Regions from separate parts of the Mus musculus genome. Here region 2 is linked to region 1. The links are chromatin contacts, called in public HiChIP or PLAC-seq maps. All regions are on one chromosome and are shown on one strand. The core of a region is the stretch at or near the end of the contact, and the rest is flanking DNA. Distances in the headings are between cores, read along the strand shown. Region 1 overlaps Cd96 (CD96 antigen). Region 2 overlaps Morc1 (microrchidia 1).

What was found. HiChIP or PLAC-seq counts read pairs in DNA pulled down with a chosen protein or histone mark.
Region 2: an H3K27ac HiChIP or PLAC-seq map of embryonic stem cells shows a contact between it and region 1, with 4 times the contacts expected there. The contact joins two enhancer-like sites. A contact is called at or near these places in 4 of 39 promoter capture datasets (frontonasal cranial neural crest, hippocampal neurons, liver and 1 more) and 1 of 115 datasets of contacts at active chromatin or transcription factors (embryonic stem cells).

What each region holds. Positions count from the first base shown.
Region 1 is chr16:46,099,565-46,103,030 of GRCm38.p6, reverse strand. The region is part of intron 3 of Cd96 (CD96 antigen); the gene reads left to right. Among named protein-coding and RNA genes, the nearest start is that of Cd96, 19 kb to the left of the region's middle. Within about 2 kb of position 1,705, at least 11 of the 459 cell types and tissues checked have an H3K27ac peak or open chromatin away from gene starts, as enhancers often do. A contact at or near this core is called in embryonic stem cells, where this site is marked.
Region 2 is chr16:48,477,773-48,481,238 of GRCm38.p6, reverse strand. It overlaps Morc1 (microrchidia 1), which reads right to left. Exons shown (of 27, transcript NM_010816.1): 9 at 1,286-1,411. Among named protein-coding and RNA genes, the nearest start is that of Morc1, 48 kb to the right of the region's middle. Within about 2 kb of position 1,723, at least 12 of the 459 cell types and tissues checked have an H3K27ac peak or open chromatin away from gene starts, as enhancers often do. A contact at or near this core is called in embryonic stem cells, where this site is marked.

The sequences.
Region 1 (3,466 bases), core at 456-2,955:
ATAAAAACCACAGAGTGTTTGTGGGTACAACTAGGGAAGAGTGAACTTAGTGACCAGCTATTAAGTGTGTGGACTATATTGCTAGTTAGATTTATATAGCATATCAAAACATTTTAAAGGTTTATCAAGATGTAAACCCATAAAGTTTTTGAAGTACTTATTAACATTTTTAAAGGTAGATATTTTGTTCTCTGAAAAACAGAAAGAAAAAAAAAGTAGAAATAAAGGCTGTCTGTGTGTGGTCCCCTGCCAGTCTGCCTGCAGAGCAGGTCAACTGAGATTGTTTATACTCAATAGCAGTTGAAATATGCTGTATGTTGCAGGCCACCACAGGTGGGTCTGTATAACATAAGGCCCTATCAACCAGCATCCAGCCCTGATTTCTGTATAAAGTCTTTCTGGAATTTGTCCTAAATTTCTCATTATAGATATGCCCAAAGTTTTATATATTTTTAAATTATCTAGTGGTTCAGATTTGTTCTGTATGTATAGTCCTGAAGCATGATTTTCCTTACTTCTGAGCATCTATGCTTTAAAACCCTTTGATATGAGGACCTTCTTATTCTCCGTAGCTGCGGGAAAGTTAATTTCCTGAAGACTGGAGTAAGGGGTATAAGATAGGCTTGAATAAACTTTGCAGTGCTTCGAACATAGAGTGCACTAAATAGATTAAAGCATACCAAGTGGTTATCCAGTACCAAGTGGTCATCCTGAAAACATACATATGAGTAACATTCTATAAAATGAGCAGAGTATATGAATGCATTTTGGAATGTATATAATATAATATATGTGTAATATGAACATATATTTGTGTAACAATAATAAAAATAGAGGCCACGAATTGGAAATAGCAAGGAAGGGTATATGGGAGGCTTTGGAGGGAGGAAAGGGAAGAGAAAAGTGATGTAATTATATTACAATCCAAACCAAAAGAGAAATAGCAGTTTAAAAGTAAAAAGCTGTAGTAATAAGAACGGAACCTTTCAGCTGTAGTCACAGTGTGCTTATAGCACTGCCCCCTCTCCTAGCTTTAGATACTGGGTGGTTTCTCTGAACTAGATTTGCTTCCCCTTTTGCTCTGTGATGCAAATGCAGGTTTGGGCCCCTGGAGGGCCCAATCTACAATCCCTCAGGATTTCCTTCTGTCACATGCCTCAGGGCACGTTGTAGCTGAATTCCACCTTTAAAAAACAAAGCTATCCTCTCCCTCTGCAACTGCCAAATGCCAAGGGAAAGCAAATAAAACAGAAACCTGTTAGATACATTGCTATATATAGTGGTATGGTATTTTTATGAATCGAACTATCAGAGCAAGTCCTACCTTGATTTACAATCCAAGCAAAAGCATTTTCTTACCAGTCTCCACCTTGTGTATACCCTGTGCCTCTAACAATGTGACAGATGGAAATGTCCCAAATAGAAAACCCACATGGTGAAACAAGCAAGAACTCTTTAAAATAACCTACTAAATTTATTCTTTAAGGATTCCATACATGTATGCAATGCATGGTAGTTACCCCCGACGCACTTGACCCTTCTTATTTCCCTCCCACCCGGTCAACCCTCTCCTTACACAAGATCCGTTCCCACATTCATGTCTTTTTGCTTGAGTTTCTGACCCACTGAGTTTAACAAGCACTATCGGTGGGACTTTTTGTCTGGCTCATGAATGGTTACACAAATAAAGACAACTACTACCCGTCCATCAAAATCTATCAGTAATCAATAGTTCAGGGGGGAGGGATTGGGTCTGTTGACTCTCTTTCTGACTCATGATTGACAGTTCAAAGGCCAAGAACATATTCCATTTTTGAGATTATAATGTAATTACGTAACTTGCCTCTTCTTTTTCCTCCCTCCAACCCCCAACCCCATATATTCCTCCTTGTTCATTTTCAAATTTGTGGCCTCTTTTTTCATTCATTGTTTTTTGTTTGTGAGCCTAGCTGTTTTATTGCTGAGCTGTCTCTCCAGCCCTCTTTTTACGTTACTTGATGTTACATGTGTACATGTTTGTTTTCCGGGCTAGCCGTTTGGTATTGGATACCCCATCAGTATGCTCTTCCTCGGAGAAGGTTATTTTTCTCATTCTTAGAGTTCCTTAGTTTCCCATAGTTCTTTATGTAGGTTTGAGGCATTGTCCTCTTCCCCGCCTACCCTGCCCTGCCTATTCTTGTTGTCCTCGTTCAACTCATGTGTAGGCAATCATTTGTCCCTATACTCACAGATAAGCATAGTTCTCACACCTCATGAAAGAAACTTCTCCTTGCAACAGACAGAGACAAATGTAGAAAGCCACAGCCAATCAAAATGCAGAGTTGTAGAATGCAATTCCAATGTACACATCTACTAAGGACTCCAGACCTAAGCCTCAGGGAACGTTGTAGAATAAGGGACAGAAAGTCAGCTGTGAGGCTGTGTCTCTTAGTAATGTTAGAAGCTATTCCCATTAAAGTCTCTCCAAGAACATTTTGAACTACAAAATCATTATAAAAACCAGCTGTAAGAAGTACCTTGTGCTGACGGCCCTGCAGGGGGAGCCAACTTCCTTTACTATTACCTTCAGATCTGTGGTGTTGAGGGAAAAGACTTCTACTTCATTCTGTGGGTACTCAGGGCTCTCCTGTCTTGGGAATATATTCTCCCTTTGCTCTTCTTCAAAAGGAAGATGATGCCTACTCTCCAAAGACTGCTTTATGAAGCTGTAGAAGTGCATAGCTTGCTTCAGGGGGGAAAGGTTTATGCAGGCTGAAGTTCTTTGCAAGGAACCCTAGAGTTTCATTGGTATATGACAGATAATAAACTCAGCCAGATTCAGCCAAAGAGTTAGGGTTTGTATAAGAACTGCTATTTAGTCGACTGGAAATTTCTATATAATTACTCTAATAAATCTGCCTGTGCCAGATTCACTCACCAGCCTTGATTCTCCTTCTACCCCGAATCTAGCATTTTTAAACTAGAAGTTCTCAGTCACAGAGAGTTGCTTTCATTATTTTATATCTTCTCGAATGCATTTCTCTTCACCTTTCTCCCATTAGTTTCTCCCATTGCCCCTGTGCATAATGACGGATCTGGAAAGTTTAGAGTTAGACCAATGAAAGTCACGTTAATGTTTAAATCCCACTTCTTAGGAGTTCCCTTCATGTGCAAGACTCTAAAATTGTTGCTTTCCGGCATTCATTGCTCTGTTGCCTCTCCTTCTTCCTACTCCTGATTCTGTATTTCTCAGAGAATGCCGGGAAGAGAAGGTAATGTGGAAATATGAAGTTGTCGTAAAAGTCTAATTATCACAACCCCAGTAGTGTCCCTAGCACATCTTTTAATTTTTGATGTATTCATTTCTTATACTTTACAACCCAACTGCAGTTTCCCCTCCTTCCTCTCCTCCGAGTTTTTTCACCTGCACATCTACCCCCCTATCCAATCGATCAAAAGGGAGGAGTGGCTCCCCAGCGCATCTTGG
Region 2 (3,466 bases), core at 474-2,973, 2.4 Mb before region 1:
TCTTTGAGGAGTTTTTCAAGCACCAGGCCAGCAGTTGAGATTTCATGACACCATAACAACATGATAGCAAAGATGTTTTACCAAAAGTAACCTGATATATAGAGAGAAACACCAAATGAGGACTGGTAAAAAGAAAAGAAAATGGAACCAGAAGATTTGAGTTTTTATTCAGATCTCTAACATCATGATGGTTTAAAGCAAAACAAAACCACAAAGCCACTGTAGAAAATAATATAAGTAAAAGGTACCTATTTAGCCCTCATTAAAACATTGTTTCTCCTAGTGAATTGTAAGTTCCTTAAGTGAGACTCGTTTTTTATTTCTAGTCTCTGTACCTGTATAATCTGACACATGGAATGTGCTAACCTCTACAAATCAATGGCTACCCAGAAAAAACAAACCAACAGACAAAAAAACAGTACAAATAAGAAAAGACCATTGGAACTTCATAAGTATTTGGGCAAGACTGATTCTATATTATGAAAATTCAAGCTTAAATTTTATATTAAATATGTGTATAAAATAAGGGGCTGGGGAAATGGCTCAACAGGTAAGAGCAATTGCTGCTCTTCCAGAGGTCGGAGGTTCAATTTCTCGCACCACAGATCAGAACTGTCTTTAACCCCAGTTCCAGGGATCCAGTGCCCAATCCTGCTGTCAGTGAATGCTGCATACAAGTGGTATATAGACATGCATGCAGACGAAAGATCCACAGATATAAACTAATAAAATAAAATAACTTTTAAAAGAAAATAAAAATATATGTAGTAAAATATAAGTGGATCAGGTATTTTATACATCTGCTCATCCTATATGCATACCATGCATAACTGTAGGCCATGAATTGCTTAATGATAGGGATGGTATGTTACAGTCTGAGAACTAGGTCAGCAGCCACAGTGTACTTACAACACTAAGACACTTACGTCACTATTAAGTGGTAAAAATCCTATGGAATCACTTTCTTGTAATCTCATTCTGAAGAACATTACTATATAACAAGACCATATGGAGCTTAATCGTTCTAACATACTACTATATAAACTCAAAAACACCTCCAGTTGGGTTCTCTTCTTGGAAAGAATCACAACCAAAGCGTGAAAGTGAACAGCCAATTCCTACTGAGCCTTATCCAAACTTTGCTTGTTCCCTGAAGTGTTCAGTCTTTCCTGAGAGCAACGTGACACTCTTACCATCAGTCAATGCCTTCCTCTTGACAACCTGAGGAGTTATATCAATTTTATATGTTAAAAAAAAAATCAAGGAAATAAAGGAAACATGTTACCTGGGTTTGTAGAGGGAATAACACAGATGCTTTGTTTGAACTCTTTTGGCCTGAATAAATATTTTCATCCGGGGTTCAAAATACAGAACAGCTGTGTAGGCTCTGAATGACCGTCTCTCTGGAATTCTAAAATAGAGAATTCGAAAGGTCACAGTGTGCAGGGTACCATTCTCTTTGGGAAGATTAAAAAAAAAAAAAGAAATGTTCTACTAGTGCACTCTGTCTTAGTTTTAAACACCATGATCAAGGCAACGAATGTAAGGAACCGGTTACACAGGGTGAGAGTTCATCACGCCAGGGCAGCAGGGCAGCAAGCAGCAGACATGTTGGCTAGGGCAGCAGGTAAGAGCTTCCGTAACAAACCACAAGCAGAAAGCAGAGGGAGTGCTAAGTGGGAATGGCCTGGGCTTTTGAAACTTCAAAGACCACACCCACACCGCTAGTGATACTCCTCCTCCAATAAGGACACACCTCCTTCTCCTTTCCAAACAGCTCTACCAACTGGGCACTACATAGGCAGACATATGGGCCCTGGGCTCAGTCTCTTTCAGATTCCTGTATGCTCTTAGAAACCTTTTCCCAGAACTAACGATGCTGCAAACACAAGCAAATCTTACCACACTCATGGCATTAAGCCTCTGAACAGAAGGCAAACACAGATAACATTTGCTTTGGTCAGAACTAAAATCTGTTGGCAGCTAACCAACTAAGAAGATACATCAGTCACAGGAAAAATACTTTACATTAGCTGGTCCAGTAATTGACGCAGAACAAAAACTAAACAAACAATGTAATCTTCCTGTTCAAACATAACTAAGAGATTGTAGGTCCACGTGAACAAAAGGAATTTCTACTAATCAGTTGTGAAGAGAGAAATAAAATTGGGGGGAAAAGTCTCATTTGCTTTCAGAACATTGAAGGGGACATATAACACTTAACTCCGTACGTAATCAGGTATTAGAGTAAGTTCTTATGGTCAGCTGAGAGAACACTCTAACAGGATGGATGAGTGAAGACAAAGAAGAAAGAAAACAGATCGGAAGAGAAGACAACCAGGAATAAAAAACAGTAAACTGCATGCTCCTGGGAGGTTGCTGGAACACTGTGCCTCTTAGCAGACCTTAAATGTTAGAACCCACTTGTGAGCTGTAAATATTCTCCAAATAGACAAGAAATGCTGGGCAAAAGCAAACCAAGCCAGGCTTAAGAGGTGGCGTTCTGTGCTTCTAAGCTGCAGAAAAGGCTCCGAGATTAAAGAGAAAGCAGGAAGCCATCTCTCTCTGGTTCAGAAGGAGACAGAGATGATGAGGTAAAGCTCTGAGGTCCATCTGAGGGATCTGTTCAGCAGGCACTCAGTCCAAGGGCAGAACTCCAAGGGACTCTGGAAACTGAAGGTGAAGCCCTAAGTAATCCAAGGGTTTTCTGGTAAGATATAATTTCCTTTGGATACCATCTGAAGCTTGATCAAAGATCAAAGGAATTCCTTTCAATTGTTCCAATTTTCTGACATAAATCATGTCAAAGTGCCTAGGATGTGGCTGTTATGCTATAAATATCAATGCACTTTCTAATTTATTTTTAAATTGGCATATGAAGTAATGGGTTTCCTTATTACAGCATGTGCATGCATATGTGTCATTGCTAATACACTTTGAATGCAACAAGAGACACTATCTGCATTACAGTATTGCACTGTGATGCTGCAGTTTCATTTAGTACCCCAGGGGTTAAACAATTAAGTATCCCTTCACTTAGTCGAGAAAAGAAAAACAATAGTTCTTGGGATGCTTATAAACATCCGAAGGAATCCTGCCAGTGTTGAAATATTTTCCCATCCTGTGATTGTAAATCGCCCTGGAGCTGCTAACTCCTATCTGTACACTTCTCAGAATGGACACATTGTTGATACTTCAAGGTTAAAGTCAAGAGTAACTCAGAGAGATTGGGGATTTCAATCAGTGGTCGAGTGCTTGCCAAGCACGCACAAAGCCCTTGGTTCAATTCCCAGTATAGCAAAACAACAGCATAATTTATAGCAGAGTTTATGAAGTGGGGAGGTATGGTGAGAACTCAAAGTTCTGATATACACAGACACACACACCATATGCAAAATGAGAGTAGTATTTCTGTTTGTTTGGAGGCCCAGGATAACTTTTTTTGGAGAAAATCTGTGTAGTCCTG